Regions from separate parts of the Mus musculus genome. Here region 1 is linked to region 2. A link is a contact called in public HiCAR-type data. All regions are on one chromosome and are shown on one strand. The core of a region is the stretch at or near the end of the contact, and the rest is flanking DNA. Distances in the headings are between cores, read along the strand shown. Region 1 holds the start of Zbtb41 (zinc finger and BTB domain containing 41). Region 2 overlaps Crb1 (crumbs family member 1, photoreceptor morphogenesis associated).

Evidence for each region. HiCAR-type assays count read pairs that join an accessible place to other places.
Region 1: a HiCAR-type map of astrocytes shows a contact between it and region 2, with 4 times the contacts expected there. The contact joins the promoter of Zbtb41 here to the enhancer-like site in region 2. A contact is called at or near these places in 1 of 15 datasets of contacts at CTCF or cohesin (pro-B cells), 3 of 484 Hi-C or Micro-C datasets (the N1E-115 cell line, neural progenitor cells and stem cell-derived neural progenitor cells), 5 of 115 datasets of contacts at active chromatin or transcription factors (astrocytes, large pre-B cells, neural progenitor cells and 1 more) and 2 of 9 other capture datasets (adipose tissue and pancreatic islet).

Annotation. Positions count from the first base shown.
Region 1 is chr1:139,420,926-139,425,871 of GRCm38.p6, forward strand. It overlaps Zbtb41 (zinc finger and BTB domain containing 41), which reads left to right and starts at 1,458. Exons shown (of 11, transcript NM_172643.5): 1 at 1,458-1,498; 2 at 2,109-3,342. The coding sequence starts at 2,226.
Region 2 is chr1:139,345,025-139,349,882 of GRCm38.p6, forward strand. All of the region lies in intron 1 of Crb1 (crumbs family member 1, photoreceptor morphogenesis associated), which reads right to left. Among named protein-coding and RNA genes, the nearest start is that of Crb1, 30 kb to the right of the region's middle. Within about 2 kb of position 1,912, at least 66 of the 459 cell types and tissues checked have an H3K27ac peak or open chromatin away from gene starts, as enhancers often do. A contact at or near this core is called in astrocytes, neural progenitor cells and stem cell-derived neural progenitor cells, where this site is marked.

The DNA of each region.
Region 1 (4,946 bases), core at 208-2,707, 75 kb after region 2:
TGGTCACAAGACTGCCCTGGCAGACCTGGAATGTCTTACATTATTGAGTACTACAAACAGTACACAGTGAAGGCTAAAGTTGCAGTGGTGTGGTGTTCTCCTTCATGAAACATCTAGCTTAGACCACAGGCCTTTGTATGAGGGGCTTGCTTTATCCCCCTCCCCAAACAGCATTTGAACAGCTGTCCGAGGTTCAGCTCATTGAGGCCGTTCCTCTTTGCTGCCTGCAATGCCATATTTCGCCCGGAAGTGACCCCATTTCTTTGATTGTCCCATGTAACTTAGAACACTGACACATGACAACAGCTGGAAAGACTTGGTGGTAGGAGCCAGACGATGGATGATAACACTGCACCCCCCCCCACACACACACAAAATTAATATCTATGGGCTTGTCTTTTCAAACATTTTCTACTTTATAATCTATAGCTCTGAGTATTTTATCATTTTCATTAGCTTTCCTTATACTATTCTGGGTGTACATTCTTCTTCTTTTTTAATTAGGTATTTATTTCATTTACATTTCCAATGCCATCCCAAAAGTCCCCCACACGCTCCCTCAACTTCTCCTCCTCCTGGGTATGCACTTGCTCGTATTTGCTAATGAGAGGGTAACCTTTTCAGATTCAGAGTTATGAAGAGAGTGGAGTTACAGGTAAAAGGGAAGGTGTGTGTATTGATTTCTTTTTGGTCACGGCCTTTGTATCAGTTTTTTTCCTTAGGTTTGTACAAACAAACTCTAGAACCTTCATCGCCAGACGGGCAATATCGGGCCACTGGGCATTCTGTCGGAGATGCAACACGTTAGGCAGGGGCTCTGAGGCTCTAAGTCCCGTAGAGGTTTGGTTGTCCTTTTCTCAGCTTCACATCTTACATGCACATCTTCTGTTCATAGCAAGGTAATAAAAACAAACCCCACAATTTTAGGTGTGCTTACATTTTACGCACATGTAAGTCGGAAAGCCATACAACTACTTCCAGCCAGCACTTTGGGTGTTTGCCACTGTGGACTGGAAACTGGCAGGTTTCCGGAGGAGGTCGCTGTTTGGTGACACACTGGAAACACACCAGTTGTCGTGGCGCCAATTCCCCCTAACCCCTCATCACAGCTATCTTCCCCTCCCGCAGCCAAGTTTTTCTGGTTCAGTTAACGAGGGCCCTTAAGTGGCCACGAAAAGCGGGTATAACGGACCTGGGACCTCGGTAGGGCACCCAGGGCAGGAAAGAAAGCTCACGGAGCATGCGCAGGGCTGGAGGCGCGCGCATGCGCTCGGGCGGATGCCGGGGCTCCCCGGCTTCTCGCGGCGGCTGGGCGGCTGCGCGGGCCTGACGTGCCTGCCTGGCGAGCGGCGGCGGCGGCGGGACTCCGCGAGGGGAAGGAGCGCCGCCGAGGTGGCTGAGGTGGGGGGCCGGACCCGGAAGTGGGTGGGCGCGGGCGCGAGCGCGCGGGGATCGGAGCTGGGCGGCCCCGAGCCGGCGCGGGAGCCCGGGCTTCCCGGTAATGGGCCTGTGGGACGCTTGCCCCGGGCAGCCTGGGAGGGAAGGGTCACGGGCGAGCGCGGGTCCCCGCCAACCCCGGCCTGGGAAGACTCGGCTTCCTGCAGTCGTCGCCCGTGCTGACCCCACTCTGCTCCCCTCCTGGGGCCGCCGTGCCTAGTGGATTTCGGAAGGTCTGTCGCTCAGGAGCCATGCCGCGCTCGCCCGGGGAAAGCATGCTAATGGAGACTTGCGTTTCGTGGCCGCGCTGGCCTTATTGTCAAGGTCCCAGCACCCAAATCGGGACTGCGGTCCCGGCCGGCCAGTCTGCCTTGTTTGCGGTCTCGGCGGGATGGTGCTCTCTGGGTTGTGTTCTCTCCACCTTATTCGTGAATCAGGCCTGGAAGGTGTGCTGTGCCTTCACTTCACACTATTCTTTTGTTGGATTGTCTTTCCCAGCCCAGCTCTCCTGGTTCCCTGCCCTAAAAAAAAAGAAAATCTTAGCTGGGAGTGAATGCACTGTCGACTTTGTAATCTAGTTACAATGTAGGAAAGACTAGTTGACAACACCTTTGGGTTATTTAAGATGGCTATGCGGTGGAGCTCTTACCTGATTCTCACTCTTTTTGCAGACCATGAAACGGTGGGGCACGCCCCTTCAGAAGCTGTTGTTCAAGACAATCTAGTTTTGTTTCATCAATCGCCTAAGTCACGTATGAAGTTTCTTGTTCAAAAATTGCCGCATTGCAATGAAGAAAAGGAGAAAGGTTACTTCAAATCTTGACGAGAAGATCCATCTAGGCTATCATAAAGACTCTTCGGAAGAAAATGCTGCTGTGGAGTGTGGCCAAGTGACCTATACTCAGGCTCCAGAAAGACCAACCCCCGAAGCTGCCCAGCGTTGCCAAGAACTGCCTCCCTCTCCAGATCAGAGAAAGCTTTTGAGTTCTTTGCAGTATAATAAGAATTTGCTGAAGTATTTGAACGATGATAGGCAGAAGCAACCGTCTTTCTGCGATTTACTTATCATAGTGGAAGGGAAAGAGTTTAGTGCGCATAAAGTGGTCGTTGCTGTCGGCAGTAGTTATTTTCATGCGTGTCTGAGCAAAAATCCAAGCACTGATGTTGTCACCCTGGATCACGTAACGCATTCGGTTTTTCAGCATTTGCTTGAGTTCCTCTACACATCGGAGTTTTTTGTGTACAAATACGAAATACCTCTTGTGTTAGAGGCTGCAAAATTTTTGGACATCATCGATGCGGTAAAGCTGCTGAATAATGAGAATGTTGCTGCCTTTCAGGCCGAACTGACTGAAAAGTCGTCACCAGAAGAAACACTAAATGAGCTAACTGGAAGACTGTCGAGTAGTCATCAGTGCAAATTTTGTAGTAGGCATTTCTGCTATAAAAAGTCCTTAGAGAATCATTTAGCCAAAACTCACAGGTCTCTGCTCCTTGGGAAAAAACATGGGTTAAAAATGCTGGAGAGAAGTTTTTCTACCCGGAGGTCAAAGAGGAATCGGAAGTGCCCTGTCAAGTTTGAGGATACCAGCGACGATGAACAGGAGAGTGGGGATGGGTCAGACAATTTGCATCAAGAAAGTTCTGAGAAGGAGAGGTCAGATAGAAATGATTCTGAGGACCCTGGCAGTGAATATAATGCCGAAGACGAAGAGCTGGAGGAGGAAGTGTCCGATGAAGACTCTGACACGGAGCAGAGTGACAAAGATAATGATGCAGAAGAGGAACCTGAGGCTGGCGACTCTGCCGGGAGCATCCATGAAGGGTTAGCTCCCGTCATCATTCAGAACAGCAATAAGAAAATCCTGCAGTGTCCCAAATGTGATAAGACATTTGACCGGATAGGTAAGGCTAACCCCTTTCCTAGCCCTAGTCACTTACCCCTTGTGCCTCTCCTACAACAGTGGTAATCACTACAAACTAAACTTTGGAAGGAATGTTTAAGAAGAGTTCTGAAGGGAACATGCTCTGATTTTCGGCACATAGTTTACCTTGTTATTTTAAATTTGTTGTGAATCAGAAATAATTTGGTATTTACCCTTTTGTGTTTTCTTCATTTTCTCTTAACAGGGTACAGGTTCTGTGTTTGGGAGAAAGACTCCAGACTGTCAGCAGTTATTCTATATAGCTTTGACTTAATATACCTGTTTAATCTTAGCAGTGCTAGTAGTTTTGAGTTACATGTACATTGATTATGATACTGCTAAGTACATTCTGCACATAAAATGATTAAAACAACTTTACATAATCTGACTTTGTAAAAGAAATCATGCAGTTTGATATATGACTATCTTGTGCTGGGTTATGTATGCTATTTGCATAGGTTAAATTTTGTTTTATAAGATTTGTAATCATTTCCTATCAAAGTAGGTATAGACTGGCTGTACAGTGAACATTTTTTTTTGCTTTTATGATACCTTTTGGATGTATTTCTAAGGATACTTTTCAGAATCCAATTTAATGGTTATTAATAATTTTACTCTTTCATACACAGAGAAATGAAACAACTTTTGAATAACTTAGTCAATGGGAAGACTATATGTGCACAAGAAACTTGTCAGTCCTGGTAGTAAATGGTCACTAGCGCTCTCAGTATGAGGATATACACAGAGAGCAGCTTTTGGGGGCTGAGGTACCTGGGAACATTTAATCTTTCCTATACATGTAAGACTTTGTACTCCCTGCTTATGGTATATACAAACTTTAATTAGCCTGATTTGACTTGGAAATCAATGAGCAAGGGTCAGTTCACTACGGGCATACAGCCAGCTTGGGAATGGCTTGGATGCTATCCAGAGGGGCTTACTTTTATCTAATGAAACTGCTGGGGATGGGGAGCTTAAAAAAAAGAGAATGACAGAGTTACAGCCAGATCATCTTGGCTTCAGTGTGAAGACGAAGTTAGGTAAGGAAATGAGAAAGCCAAGGAGGCAAGAAGGAAGCAGAGGGGCAAAAGCCATGCTGCTTGGATTTGGAAGATGAATGGCGTTGGTAATGAAAAGTGGGTGAGGGTAGCGCAGCGTTTGTGGTGAACGTCGACAGCTAGAATGGAAAGAGTACATAGAAGATAAACTTGGAATGTCTTGTGTGCCTAATCTCAAAACCACTTAATAGCTGTTCTTATACCATGCTCATTCCTTTTTCAGGATTTTACAGTTGTCCATCTTAGGTTTTTGATTATCATTTTGCTAGTCTAACTAAATTGAGGCTGGCTCAGTTAGTATGATCTGCATATTTTAGGTCATTAACAGTTAGTTCTTAACTGACTTGAACTAAGTTTAAAGGATGCTACCTGGGTTTACATTGGCTTGTATGGACCCATTGGTTTCTTTATCACCTCCTAACTTGGCTGCCATAAAGTATGTTTATGAGAGCAGGGGATAAGCACTGAGATTCTGCTGGGACTATTATGCACAATACATAACCCAGAGGTTTGATTCCATTACTTG
Region 2 (4,858 bases), core at 662-3,161:
TGCTGTTGGTGGAGAGTACACTGCAGCAGCACACGCTTGTTCTACCTCCGTCTATCACATGTCAGCCACGTATGCAGTGAGCATTCTACCCACTACATTAAAAGCAAACCACAGGGCTGTGGGAATGCTTCAGCAGACGAGGAAGGCACCTGCTAAGCTAAGGAGGTCTTTCTCTGACACATACATGGTGCGATGAGAGAACCAACTCCCAAAAAACTATTTTTGCAAGCCTTGGCACGTACACACACACACACACACACACACACACACACACACACACACCACACACCACACACACCACACACACACAAACACACACACACACCACACACACCACACACACCACACACACCACACACACCACACACACCACACACACACACACACACCACACACCACACACACACACATACACACACACACACACACACACACCACACACAGACATACACACAGACACACACCACACACACACACACACACACACACACCACACACACACACACACACACACACACACCACACACACACACACACCACACACACACACACACCACACACACACACACACACCACACACACACACACCACACACACATACACACAGACACACCACACACACACACACTACACACACACACACCACACACACACACACACACACACACACACCACATACACACACACACACACACACATGCTGCACGCGCGCACACACACACACAAGGTAAATAAATGAGTAATGTAAAACACCAATTGTCAAAATTAATTTTAATATATTTAGTGTAGCCAAGTATCCCTAAAATATTTTCATTTCAATATATAATTACTACAAAATTACTTAGATCAAACGGTACCATTTGTATTTTCTTTGCAAGTGTGCTTTATACTTTCAGCACACTCCAGCTATCAAAGCCACATGTGACTAATGGCTGATGCTGCAGACAGGGCAGCTCTTGATGTTTTCATGTGTTTGGAGAAGCAACTAAGCCCTAGAAGAGTCATGCACTGTAGTGACTGTGCATAAGATGTTTTTCTCTGTAATTGAAATGTGCTACTTCATTATTGTTGTAACTACAATTAAGGCATCTCAGTGTGCCCCATGAGAGACATTTGTAAGGTATCTTCAAATAGTGTACATCCTCAGAAGCCCTGGGCAAGGCACGCTTTGGTCACATCTCCCATATTGCTGCAGTCTTGTGAATCTCCAGCCAGAGCAGTCCCAGGACTTACTGTTGCTAAGATACGTTGTAACAGTCATCTACTAAAATATTAGCTCTATAAGGTCAAGTATTAGGATTTTTCAGTGTGTCTGTATATATGACCTATGTGTTCAGTTAGGATTGAGCACTTTATTTTATTGTCGTGTGTGTGTTACATGAGTGTGTACATGCATTGATCACATGTATGTGAGCACAGATGTGTAATGGTGTGTGCATACATGAATGCATGTGTTTACAGAGGCCTAAATGTACCCACCAGATTTCCACTAGGTTTCTGGGGATCTGAACTGCCGTCCTCACGTTAACTGTTTGGGTCACGAGTGCTTTGACCACTGTGTTGTTTCCCCAGTCCCCGATTATGCATTTTGCACGCTCCCATGTGTCTTGAATAGTTTGGAGAATACATACTGATTGTTTTGCTCTTCTGGCTAATTGGTTTCCCTGGGGAAATTGGTTTTGCTCACTCTATGGCTCACTACACTTGAACAGAGAGAGGCTGATTTGCTTCACTCAGATCTCTCGAAGTTGTGGTTGGCATCTGGGGGAAAACCCAGGTTACTGTGGCTACCAGCTAACTTGGAAGCCACCCTGAATAGATTTCTTTTTCTTTATTCAGCTAAGAGCTCCCTGGCACTGAGCACAACAGCTGCGAAGCCGCAGTGCCTCTGGTCTGGATACAATTTGGAGGTGTTTGAGGGGCTCCCTGCCTGGCGTGCTCTGGCACATCCGCTTCTAAGCAGGGCCTTGGTGCACATAGACATGCCTTGGCTCTTCTGCACAACGTCACAGGATACATGCAAAACAGGGCTTGAGCTCGCAGGGACCTGTTTGGCAGACTCTACCCAGAAGGGGAAGGCAAGTGCATAAGTAATGAATTCTGAGGCTGTGTTGCTTAGCATGAAACACCAGGGAAAAGAAAATGCTGATGTTTGAAAACTCCCAGGGAAATGTAGGGGTACTGGCATCCTTCTGAGAGCTGCAAGAGACTGTCTCATACATGGGATTGGCAGCTTAACTGAATAGAAAGCATAAAGGCTCCATTTGGGGGTGTGCATAAGGAGTTACATACCACAAAAGCGCCTGATCTTAAACACCAACACCGTGGCCGTGACCACCTCTGTTTCGAGGGCATGCCTTTGTATTTAATATGTTTTTTGAGTTGATGGGAAAAGAAGGATAAAGTCCAGCAAATTCCATATCTGTAAATTGAATATATTTATGGAAGTTTTGTCTAATGCTAGTATTTAAAGTGATGTTTTGAAAATGAAGCCCGCACATTACTCGTCACTGTGTATACCTCCTAACTGACCCATGGAACTGAAAGAAGCAAGCCTAATTCTCATCTTCTTTAACTGATAGAATGATTACATTTAAGCCTTATGTCATTATTTCTCTTAAAAATTGTATCCAACCCACCACGAAGCAGCAGTCCTGTGCCTTGGACCAGTTATCTATCTTTTGAACACTCACTTAGAAGCTCTGGAATGGTGCTTATTTATGAGTGAGACAGTTCCTTTGTTCTGTTCTGTCTTATTTTCCCACACTAAGATAGCTTTGGGCAAGGTACTAAGCTTCCTTTTATAACATTTTCCTGAGTTATTAGTCAAAGAGAGATGGATCATCCATGACTTAGAGCATTTTGGATGGTATAACAAAATTTGCACAGTTAATCTGCAGAGAGCAGAAGTCTCTCCACCTATGGCAGAGTACACTAGCACAGCCATTGGTCTGTTTTTCCACCATATCAACCACCTTTGGACAATCTATGTGAAAGTTAGAAGGTTTTTCTATAAAGGCTATTAGAAGTTCTCCCTGTGTTAGTGAATACTATAAAATGGGTCTAATGGGATGGCTCAGTGGGTAAGGTGCTAGCATCTCAGCCTAACCACCTTAGGTCAATCTGGAATACTCACACAATGGACAGACAAAACTGTCACAAACTGACTTCTGATCTCCAGAGGCATGCCACACTCACATAAATCACAAATAAGTAAATGAATATGTAGTGAAAATTTGTATCTTTCACAAATATTCTGTATGTTTTAAAGATATTTTCTACGTTTTATCTCAGTTTTATTTGTAGAAATACAGATGTGCCGGGCGGTGGTGGCGCACGCCTTTAATCCCAGCACTTGGGAGGCAGAGGCAGGCTGATTTCGGAGTCCGAGGCCAGCCTGGTCTACAGACTGAGTTCCAGGACAGCCAGGGCTATATAGAGAGAAACCCTGTCTTGAAAAAAACAAAACAACAACAACAACAACAACAAGAATACAGATGCTATCCAGAAGTAAAGGACACCAAAATAACATCAGCTCAAGCCAGGACTGTATAAAATAATTGATTGTTTAATCCTCAAAACATTAAAGCAATAATTTCAAGGTTCTGTTAAATAAACCGTGCGTTCCAAGAAAATGCCAATCCTAGGTATAAAAGGGTTAAAAAAAACCCACGAAGAATCCATTTGCCTCTGGTCCATTTCAAAAGCACCCTATCATGTTGTTATAGAAACCACTTGCAGCTGGAAACCCCCCATCATGATTATTGCTATAGTAACCACCAAATGACAAGAAGCTAGTCTTTCATCCATTTGCCATCATCCCCTTTCCAAGATGGTTTTGTTTCAACGTGTGCTGGAGACAGAAAAGAAAGAGTAAATTTAATGAGGACAGAAACTGAGTGGAAAGAACCCAGTCTAAGCAATCACAGGGGAGGTGGAGTCTTTCTGCACTTTTCAGAGAAAGAGTCCTATGTTTCTTGAAACAAACTTTTAAATTTTTCACCCAATCACATGCTTGCTTGTTTCTTTTATTTATTTGAGTTTAAATTCAGAGTATTTGAAATATTAAATGTATTTTTTACGTTTTAAAATTATTCTTTAAATATAATTTTACAATAATATGCCTTTGCCTAATATGGTCTCTTATGTGTTTAATTTGCCAAGTTAAATCATGTCAAATACATAAGATTATCTCTCATCATAGTTCACCACAAAATGTTATGGTGTTCTAATACAGTACCATATTGAAAGTCAATTTCTGACAACCAATATTTAATTCACTCATTTATTTCCCCCCAGGAATGCAAAGTTTAAAACGTAATGCAGTGTTCAATTTTAGTAATCTTGAATAAAAATTATTTAGTTAAATGAAAATAAACATATGGCCATCTCATATATCTCTCTCTCTCTCTCTCACACACACACACACACACACACACCTATCATCTGTCTGTCTGTCTGTCTGTCTATCTCTCATCTCTATTTCTATCTCAATGTTTCTCTCTGCTTTGGACTTCATCTCTTTGTATGATAGATCACCTTATATGTTGCTAAGTTGCAAATCTTTTATTTGTAGACATATATCCAATTCTGACTTTGAAAAGTTTAAAATCAACTTAAGGAGAAGATATTGCAATGACACCAACAAAATGTAAGACATATGAGATCAGTAAAGGTCACAGACAGTGTCCCTGTGTACATTAAAACCGGCAGTCTGAGCACAATGGATGAAAAAACATTGTTACAAATCAAAGGCTAATATTCAAATGCTTAATTCCTGGGTAAAAACCAAATGCTACCATCCAGCCACAGCTTACCTCCAAGATCATCACATAGAAAGATACAGAAAGATACAACC